Linked DNA regions of Mus musculus: region 1 is linked to region 2. Evidence: chromatin contacts called from public HiChIP or PLAC-seq data. All regions are on one chromosome and are shown on one strand. The core of a region is the stretch at or near the end of the contact, and the rest is flanking DNA. Distances in the headings are between cores, read along the strand shown.

Region 1 (5,131 bases), core at 2,533-5,032, 150 kb before region 2:
GAGCTGGTGATGGGAGCTATCCCACGTGGGAATCGAACCCAGGTCCTCTGCAAGGGCAGTTCATACTCTTAACCACTGCACCATCCCTCCAGCTCCTACTAATCTTACATGCAGCTTCATGTACTGGGTCTGTTTTCAGCTTACCTCATACTACTGATTCTTCTTTTTGGGGAGCATGTGAGACTCTGTATTGGTTCCCCACTGTCCGCTTAAGGACTAACGTTCTCAGATGAGCTGAGCTGGTTCTCTTCACCTATCAGCCTTCGAAATTCTAAAATTTTTGCTGATCCCAGTTTTCCAGTCACAGCTTTGCCAATCTCAGTTTTGTAAATCTGTCCCTTAGAACAAAGCAAAACAAAACAAGGCAAAACACCACATGGCAATAGAAAGAAGGAAAACTAAACACAAAGGTTCAGTCTGCCCTCTTAATATTCCCTCCATTTAGGCTTCCTAGCTAACCCTGTGTGGTGGCTAATCTTTGTTGTCAGCCTGACATAGGTTGGAAAAGGGAGCCTTTGTTGAGTATCTACCGCCCTTAGTGCGACCTGTGAGCATAGGTTGTGCGTTTTATTGATTGCTGATCAATATAGGAGAGCCCAGCCCACTGAGCAATCCATCCCTAGCAGGGGGGGCCTAGACTGTATGAGAAATGTAGCTGACTGTGAGTGATGGAGTCCTCCACGGCTTCTGCGTCAAGCCCGTCTTGAATTTCTGCCTGGACTGTAACCTGTAAGCTGAAATAGACCCTCCCCTCCCGGAGTTGCTTTTGGCCAGTGTTGTTTTCACAACAATGGAAAATAAACAAGGGCCATCTGCTTTTCTGGAACTACTCTTTCTTCTTCCTCGAAGGTCATTGTTCAATTCTCTTAGCCTTGAACTCGTCCTATGGGATCTTTCAACACTAACAAGATGAAATCCAACAGAGGCAAGGTGCAAAATTCTACATTCAGAAAGAAAGAAAAAAAAAAGCCAGCAATTAAAAGACATAGGATTAGAGAAGTATTGCTTAATCTCCATATGGGGGGGGGAAGCATAAGATCAGAATGATTCAATGATATGATCTGATCATTCTTCAAATGGTAAAAATGTGATGTGGGCTACATTAATAGGAGCATAACGCTCAGGACAGGAGATGTGTTTGGAAAGAATGATCCCTATTCTTGGTGTTTGTCAGTGAACTCTGTGGCCTCCTCTGCCCTGCTCTTTGTCGCGAATGATGAGAGCTTATGACAGAAATGGAAAAGAGTGAACGGGCAGAGAAGAGGCTGAAAACATCAGATGAGGAATGTCGGACCTGGGTTATGACACACACTACAGGAGGAGAACACAGAAAGTCACCTGGGTTGAAGGAGTGAGTTTGGGTGATGCCATGTGAAAGGCTAGAATTTGGATAGTGCAGAGAGGAGAGGGTGTCTGCTGAAAACTCAAAAACCTTTCTCCTACTACGATCCATCTGGAAAGGGTATGGGTTGGTAACTAGAAAGCTCCCCCTGTCCCTGGAAGGTTAGTGGTTGAATGAAGTAACTTCTAAGCTATTTTCTGGCTCTGAGTAGGATCTAGAAGCACTTTCCCTCATTTTAGAGAGAAATCAGAAGCCATCCAATCAGTGCCCAGGGAAGTCCTCCAACCAAACCTTCTGATCCCAGTGGAACATTCCTTTTGGTCCATACTGGTAACTTTTTATTGTCCAAAATGCCCTTCTTATCTCAGACACCTAACACATTTGAACACCTAGAACCAGAACACAGACCATGGAGACGCATGCAATTGCGCATTCTGGGTGTTTCCTAGAATTTATGCCCTTCTTGTAGCTTCTAAGCACTCGGGTCTTAGAGGAACAGTGAGCTTATTGTCCTTGTGGCTTACGTGGTACTGTTGGCACAGCAACAGGTAACTATATAATCCTGCCTTGGGAGTAAGCACACTTTTTTAAGGAATGTGCTCTACATGTAAGTCCTGAGATGATCACCTTTTAGAGTCCAAATGGCACCTACAATTGATGAAGCGCACATATGTAATGAGGACATGTAAGGCTTACAGGAAGCCTTACGTCCTTGGTAAGCATGCTCACTGAACCTTGGGCTGTCTCTCCTCTTTAATCATGAACTCTGGGTCTGGCTCTTTCAAACTGACAATGTCTCCATTGTCTCCACATTGTAAGGACTGGCCTGATCCAGGAGTCTAAAAGTGAAGGTAATAATTGAGCAGAAGGCGAGCCGTGTACGTGCACAGCAAAGGTCCAGGCATGCGCTGCTGCTGGAGCTTGAGACTGAGCCAGGTATTGTAGAGAAGCCACAGGCAAAAAGTTCTGATCCAAGCAGCCAGGTCCAGACATCTAGCAGCACATGGCTATGAGTCTGGAAATCATTTGACTCTGTGGTTATCTGTTCAGAGAAGAGGTCAGATTCTAGGTGGGGTCTGCTGACTTAGTCAGAAAATAGGTCTGAAAGAATGCTGCACTTCCTCTCAATTAAGCAGGAAAATGCAGTGTGGTGACCTCATAATTCACGATTCTCCTGCCCCAAACACCAGTTCATCCATCCCCTTACACTCCTGCGGGGAAGGCAGTTCAGTGGAGGCATAGGAAGAGGGCAGTTACGATAGTAGATTCTCACGCTTCAGTTTCAGGTCTTGATGTGTAAAAGTTGAAACAACCTGTCCTGTTGGACCATCAGAAAGAAGCCAGGCTCTCTAATGACCAGGTCCAGCCCCACCGGCTCCCTTTCATCTGCTTGCAAGTAAAAGCAGACGACCAGTGTCTTCTGGCTGGACACTGGTCAGGAGGGTATCGTTTTCCTTTGCATGACTAAATGCCCATTTCTTCACAGGCAGGACGGATGTCCGCAGATGAAATGCTCTGTGAGCTGTGGCCTGGCCACTGAATCATCTGGCTTGAAACGACAGGCTGCTATTAGAGTAAACCACACAGCGCTGAAAGGTGGCCAGAGAGGAAGTGCTGCTCACCTTCTTCATAAAGCTTCTCATTTTCTTCCCTCAGACTCGGTGTATTTTTAGGCAGCATAATTATTCCTCTTGACCCAGTCAAAATAGCTCCTTTTCTTACAATTGTTTCTTGGCAGGGCTTGAGTATAATAACCGTATCCCCGGAGTCTTCCCGGATGTCTCTGAAATGAGAAAGGAGGAAATAGGTAAGGGACCCGTCTAAAAGCATGGTTGGGAAAATTTTTAAAAGGGTATTTAACTTCACTCTTCTGAGTCACAGCCTCTCTTAGAGTCTGAACTAGCTCAGAAATTGACTTTTAAAATCTCTGTCTTTGTCTGTCTGTCTCTCTGTTTGTCTGTCTGCCTCTCTCTCACGCGGTCTCCGTTATTGGAGATTGGACACAGGGCTTTCTGCATCTTAGACAAATGCTCTTCTACTGAGCTGTACCTCTAACCCCTGAACTGCTTTTCTTGGAGATGCCTGTAGAAGAAGTCCTACCAAGCCAGTGCCATAGGCAAGCACTTAGAAATCGGGTTTCTGGTATGCTCGTCCTACTTCCTTCTAGGAAGAATTGAGAAACAGCAGTGACCCCGAGAGCCCTTGTGGTTTTATGTATTCCGCAGGAAAACACACCAGTCACACTTTCTGTTGGCCTCATCTTCAGATCAGAAGTACACTATTGGGAAGTAGGGGATCAATTTGTTGTTCAGGCTGGCCTCAAACCCTGGGTCAAGCAATCCTCCTGCCTCCAAAGCTGGGCTTGCAGGTATGCATCTCTGTGCCAGCTGGTCATGCAGTTCTAAAGCCAATTCTAGGAGACGTGGAAGGCTGTGTTTGGCAATTACAGAGGAAGCTGGAGGCAGAGAGCTCTCTATTAGGTCATGCTGCTTTTCAGAAAAAGCTGATATTTCCTCTCCCGGTAAAGATGTATCCAGGTTGTGGTTTTTGTGGGCAGAGAAGAGTTCCCGGAGCACCCACAGCCTTTCCTTTAATCCACATGCTCAGAATCTGACCTGTGAAGCTGGTGGCGAGCTATAGGGCCTGACACAGGCAATTGCAGGAGGTTCATACCTGAATTCAAAAGACATTAGGTAAAAACAAACAAACAAGAAAACTCCTCTAAAACTGACTGCGTCTCTTTGGTTCGTACTTCAAGATGATGTAATGGTGATGTCAGAAGGGGTCTGTACCATGTGTAGCTGTATGAATTATACCCAACATTTTCTCTAGGGAAAAGGCTAGTAGACAGTTTTGCATAAGCTGGGATGTACCTTGGTGGTAGCTAGAGCACTTGCCTAGCTCTGCATTTGATAGAGGTGAGTGTGGGAGGATAGATGGATGGATAGATGGACAGACGGATGGGTGGATGGATGGATGGATGGATGGATGGATGAATACATGAATGAAAATACAGCAGGTTCCCAAGCCACCAGGGACATTTTCAAAGCCAGCATCTCCTGTGCTGTCCCAGACTGATCTGAACTTATATTACTGTGTGCCTCGTGCAGTTCATAACAAGGGGAGCAGGAACTGAACTCATGAAGCCAGGAAGGTCTGAGCATGCCTACTCCAGTATAGACTTGCTGCTGCTCCTTGAGGACTGAAGAAAAACTATCTTCTGGCAGAGGCCAGGGAGGATTGGAAGTCCTGAAAGACTGTGGAGGAATCCTTTATCTGCTGCCTGCGTGGGGGTGGGGAGGGGTTCAGCAATTTGCTCAGGATGCAGCTTCTTTTCTCACCCAGCCCTCAGGAACCTGCTGGGGTGTGTGTGTGTGTGTGTGTGTGTGTGTGTGTGGCATGTGTGTGTGTGGCATGTCGGGGCCACCTGAACAGCGACAACACACTCACAATTAGTTGTCACCGTGAGTTCTGGCAGAAGGCACTCGGTGTCCTCTCTCCTTCCTCTTTCTTTGCTTTGATTTTTGTAACTCAGGCTGGACTTAAACATGCTGCAATGCTCCTGCCTCAGCCACCCAGGTACTGGGATTATAGGTCTGAGCCGCCACACCTGGCACACTGGTTCTGTCTCATGTCCTCATCAGTGGGCTTTTTCAGCCACTCCCATTTTGCACTGTATGCGTCAAGGTTCACTAATCTCTTTGTCTGAGTTCGAGTCTGCCCAGCACATTATATCGGCCCTAAAGAAGCCCCGCCCTGTGTTTGTTGTTAGCGTCATAACTTACTACT
Region 2 (5,218 bases), core at 2,441-4,940:
TGTGGCCTAGCATGGCCACTGCCTTCAGCCTTGGTCATGGTCTATCTCATCTCTTTGCAGTGGAGAGTTCTCTTGCCAGTGTTAGGACAAGAACTCTTCTTCTCTCCGGAAGAGTTGTCAGCCCCCAAGCCACCAACCTGGCTAATCAGCTCCCTTGCCTGCCTTGCTTTCTCTGGATTGCTTCAGCCTTTCTCAGGGGGTCACCTTTAACCCCTTCCTCTCTTATGACTCAACCTCTAGCAAACTCAAGTCATTCACAGCTGAACAACTCTTAAATCAAGCCACAAGTGTTTGTTCTCTCTCTTTCTCTCTCTCTCTCTTTTTTCTCTCTCTCTCCCCTCCCCCTCTTTCTCCTTCTCCTCCACTCTTCTTTTCCTGTACACATCCTTTTTAAATAAGTGAAACACCTAGTTCCCTTCCATTTCTCCTCCTCCAGGGTCTGCAGCCTGTCTGGTCCCTTCCCTTCTCCCATTCAATGACTTTGCTCTATTTCAGTCTCCAAAAACCAGCTAGTGACTCCAGTAGCCACTTTATTAGTATTATTATTATTATTATTATTATTATTTTATTATTGTTGTTGTTATTCCTGTTGCCTGGCCCCACCAGGGTATGACAGGACAGGTCAGGACAGCTAGCCCAACCATGAATGCAGACTTGATTTGTTCTGAGCAAGGTTGACACTCCCAAGCTTTGTTTTTTCCAACTGTCCGATGATGTGTGTAGCCTGCCCTAGGCAGTGTCCCTGAGGTGGCTCTGGAACTCTGTCTTTCTACTCAGGAGGCCCAAAGGCTTTACTATCACCTGTTGAAGGACACTTCTGCCCTCTCTGGGCTTCAGAGACAGAAACTAAGTATACGGTGCCTGGAATATAATAAGTGTTCAATAATTGCTCATTGATTGAATGGAACGTTGGTGGACTCAGATGTGTGTGGGTTGTAAGCATGCCTCAGCCTTGAGTTTCTGCTTTAACTTCCCTTCAATGATGTGCTGTAACCTGGAATTTTAAGCCAAGTAAATTCTTTCTCCCTTCAGTTGCTTCTGATTAGGGTGTCTCCTAACCACAGAAATGATAAAAAGTAAGTCGTAAAACAGTATGCAAATGTGAGGAATGTGTTCTCTGGTATGTGAATAGTCTCCCCGGCCAGGATGTCATCTGAGGCTCACAATGACTGTTCGTTCATTCATTCATTCATTCATTCATTCTTTAAACAGTCAGTGGTTTGTTGTGGATGTCTCAATGCCTGGGCTAGAGTAAGCACTCCCTAAATGCTGGTGAATGAGTGAATGAGTGAATGAATGAATGAATGAATGGATATTGAGAAGGGATGCTACTCCAGCAAGACACTGAGAGCACATGGCAAATAACACAGAACAGCTCAGCGAGAAAACATGTGACTGCGTGTGTTCATGGTGACAACCCCAGGGCAGGAATGTGCACAGGGCAGAGAGCAGCAGGGTGAGGAACAACTCTCGAAGGAGGAGACTTTGAAAGAATGTAAATGAGCCAGACTTGGGGCAAGAGCATGCCTGGGAGATGAGGAGGGTAAGAGAGAAGAGCGGGGTGTCTCCAGGAAACCGAAGCAGCCGCAGCAGCTGCACCAAGTGTGGTAGACAAGAGAGAAAACAGAGTGGCCTCATTGGTCTTATTTTTATCTTCATTTAATGTTGAGACACAGTCTTACTGTGTAGCTCAGGCTAGCCTAGAACTTACTAAACAGCCAAAGCTACAAAGTGTCTTGAGGGCTTCAATCAAGGGTGTGTACCACCATGCCCGGCTGAGGTGAGGAAGGGAGAGCCAGTGATTCACCCTGGGTACCCAGGTGCTCTGAATCCTGTTCCACAGAGACTTCTCTAGTCTTCCTTGCCACTTATCTTCAAATTTGAGTCAAGTTCTCATGTGGTCCAAGCTGGCCTCAAATGAACTCACTGTATAGCCAAGGCCAGCCTCCATCTTCTTCTGTTGTTATTAGTATTTATTTTGTGTGTGTGCACATTCGTGCCTGTGAGATTCTGCACGTGTGCGCCACAGTGTGCATATGAAGGTCAGAGAAAAATTTTGGGGGAGTTGGTTCTCTTTTTCCAGGTGGGTTCTGCAACAGAACTAAGGTCATTAGAAATGACCACCAAAGCCCTTACTCAATGAGCCATCTTTGTGGCCCCAGGCTTTGAATCTCTCATCCTCCCATCTCCACCTCCTGAGTCCTGGAATGGCAGGCATATATTAGCATGCACCTGATTTTATATGGTGCTTGGGATAGAACCCAGGGCTTCATGCATGCTAAGTAAAGACTACCAACTGAGCTATACCCCCGCTAGTCTCTGGTACTTTCAGACTAGACTCAGTAACAAAAGCAGCCTGGGGGAACCAAGAGGATAGAAGCAGGGTATGAATGTCCATTGTCCTAACAGGAATCTAGAAGTTTAGACTTCCTCTCAGTTCCTGGGAAAAGTCAAGTGAGGGTCCCATGGGCATCCACTGGCGATTGAAACCACAAGGGAACGGGAAGGGCTTAAGGGCAGAGACTCTGAGGGTTAGGACAGGAGTATCTAGGAGTTGAGCAGAGGTTTCCGGGTGAGGACTCTAGGTCAGCAAAATAATGAGTAACAGAATCATTGGAGCCCATCGATTCTTTAAGCTACCCTTCAGTTCTTTAAGTTAAAGAGTCCTCTAACTGCACTTTGAGAGCCAGACAAAACCCACGCTGGATAAATACATGTACTTGCATTTACAAGTGCCACATGTACTTGTGACCACCTTTGTCAGCCAGAGCCAGGCTGTGCCCACCCCTTGCCCCCACCCACCCAGCAGTCCCGAGTCTTCTATCCTACTCTGATATCCCCACCCCCACCCCTACTGCCGAGCAGTGTCTCCACCCTCACTCAGATCACCACTAGAGTCCAGTAAAAGTTTCACCCCAGCGGCCCTGTGTCCCTGCGGCTTTGTGAAGCCGAAGGCAGCCTCCAGGGCGTGTCCACTAATGGGATTTGGGGTCCTGTCCTGCGAAGCGCTCTGCGCGCAGCTTGGGGCAGGTCCACTGGCTGGGCCTCAGTCTGCATAGGGAGTCCCCTTAGCAGCAATCGCGGAGCACTACTAAGCAGGGACTACCGAGCCGGGGAGCCAGGGACTTGCAGCCTCCCGGAACCCCGAGTGCCCTTCCAGGCCCTGCCGGCCCTGCCTGTTCCCCTCGCGCTTCCTACCGTGGGCCGCTTCCATTCGATGCCCCGAGTTTTGCTGGAGTAGGGCCCCAACTCCTTATAGCCCAAGGATGACGGCAGGGCGGGGAAGGAAGGATCCTGGAAGAGCGCCCCGGCCTCCAGGCACTCGTTCCGCAGCGTCTCGTAGTCCTGGTTGAGGTACTTGATGGCTCTCTCATGCGACCCCAGCCCCTCGGCCGCTTCGCGGTCCTTGGCCAGCTTTATCGCGATGCCCGCCATGGTAGCGATCCGGTTGGCGCACTGCACGGAGAAAGGGGTCGCGGAGAGGCGGGGCACGGCACTCGGCTGGGGCGCGGCCGGGCCCGGGGCGCTGCAGCGGACTGCGGGAGCCGCTGCTGCGGGGATGATTCACCGGCGGGAAGCGCCTGGGCCGTGCGCGGGGTGTGGCCTCCGCCTCCCCAGGCCTGCTCGGCGCCGGGCTCCGGACGCGGCTCGCCGGCGACCTGCACAGTGCCAGCCCGACCGTGAGGACTACGGGGCCGATGCTGCCACCTTCGGACGGCTCTCGGGATGGCGCGGCCCGGTGGGGAGGGCGAGCGGGGGGTGTTGGGGGGACGACAATCGCAAGTTGGGGAGCGAAGTTGTCAAACCCCAGCCATTGGGGAGTAAGGCTGGGCGAAACTCAGCAATGACTGTCCAGAAAACATCGGATGAGTCAGGAGCGGATGAGGGAGGGAGCGCGGCGACTAAGCCAGTTGCCACTCATTGGGCTCAGGATCGAAAGAGAGCTCTGCAGGCTCTGGGCACACATGTTACCTACCACCCCCAAATTTGTGAGAAATGGCTACTGGTGTGTCCATCTTACAGATGAGAAACTGAGCTCCAAAGAAGTTCAAAGATGTAACCCCTACAAATTAAAGCAAGACAGGAATTTTAGGGTCCCAGGGCCTCTGCAGTTACTTATTTGTGCATAAGTAGGGCTGTACAATTTGACAAAAACAAAAAACAAAAAAACAAAAAAACAAAACAAAACAATCCATGCTTGTTAAATCTAAATTTCAAGAAAAGGGGCTGGGGGATTGTGTGGTTTTAGCATACGTAGCCCTCAAATATCACCCGAGGCAAACCTGTGTTAGAATAATAATGTGATGCTTATCTAAAACTCAGATTTACCTGGGATGATTTATTGAGTTGCTGCTGGGACACCATTTAGAACAGAGCCCCTGTTGGTGGCCTGTACCACCGCTCTGTCCAATGAAAGTTTTCGCTGCCACTCACACACACAGAACTGGGCGGGCTTGTGCTATGAATGGTTTAAAGCACGGGTTCTCAACTGGAAGCAACCCGCACGCACCAATGTGACCCTAAAGGTTTTTGACCCTAACTGCAGACTTTCCTCATATTGTCACAACTGGGACAAAGGAGGCTCCTGGCCTCTACTGGGTGGAAGCCAGGTGCTACTAAAGGATGGTCGGGCGGAGGGCATCCCTCTACAGAGAGAACAGGAAGAAAAGTGCAGTCTGAAAGATCTCTGTGCCAGGCTGAGAAACCCTGGTTTGAACCTCATCTTGGTTCAGCATTGATGGTTTCTGAGATAGTTTGTAACTCTGTCAGTTGCAGGAAATTGTAGCAACTTGAAATATCAGTGATATGCAAATGACTGTTCCTGGAAGAATCAAAGTGTCTGTCTCCCTGTGGCAAAGCCAGGGCTTGTCTGTTGATACTGCTACCTCACTATTCTCTCCTGGGCATGGCAGGTGTCTGGGATCTTCCCCCACTTCCCTTTTGAATCCTGAGCCCAGAAAAAATCAGGGTGGGGCCAAAGGAAATCAGATGGTGGGAAAAAATGAACAGCTTCCGGAAAAGAGCCATGAAGCTTAGAAACCACCATGCTGCAAACAAATGCTGGCTGTCGAGCATGGTAGCCCATGTCTTTAAATCCCAACACTTAACATGAAGTGCCTGACGGGCCGCGCCCAGAAGGTTCTACCCAGCAGTAAGCTGGATACATACATGCTAAGGGGAGGCAGGGATGGGGGCAGATCTCCATGAATTCCAGGCC

What was found. HiChIP or PLAC-seq counts read pairs in DNA pulled down with a chosen protein or histone mark.
Region 1: an H3K4me3 HiChIP or PLAC-seq map of bone marrow-derived macrophages shows a contact between it and region 2, with 3 times the contacts expected there. The contact joins the enhancer-like site here to the promoter of Capn2 in region 2. A contact is called at or near these places in 5 of 39 promoter capture datasets (the C10 cell line, the HPC-7 cell line, HPC-7-derived erythroid cells and 3 more), 9 of 484 Hi-C or Micro-C datasets (ECoMG myeloid progenitors, the N1E-115 cell line, bone marrow-derived macrophages and 6 more), 17 of 115 datasets of contacts at active chromatin or transcription factors (CD8 T cells, the HPC-7 cell line, the NIH/3T3 cell line and 11 more) and 3 of 9 other capture datasets (embryonic stem cells, liver and macrophages).

Annotation. Positions count from the first base shown.
Region 1 is chr1:182,366,104-182,371,234 of GRCm38.p6, forward strand. No RefSeq gene overlaps it. Among named protein-coding and RNA genes, the nearest start is that of Fbxo28, 27 kb to the left of the region's middle. Within about 2 kb of position 3,783, at least 88 of the 459 cell types and tissues checked have an H3K27ac peak or open chromatin away from gene starts, as enhancers often do. A contact at or near this core is called in CD8 T cells, ECoMG myeloid progenitors, the HPC-7 cell line and 4 more, where this site is marked.
Region 2 is chr1:182,513,920-182,519,137 of GRCm38.p6, forward strand. Capn2 (calpain 2) reads right to left here and starts at 3,691. Exons shown (of 21, transcript NM_009794.4): 1 at 3,199-3,691. The coding sequence starts at 3,435.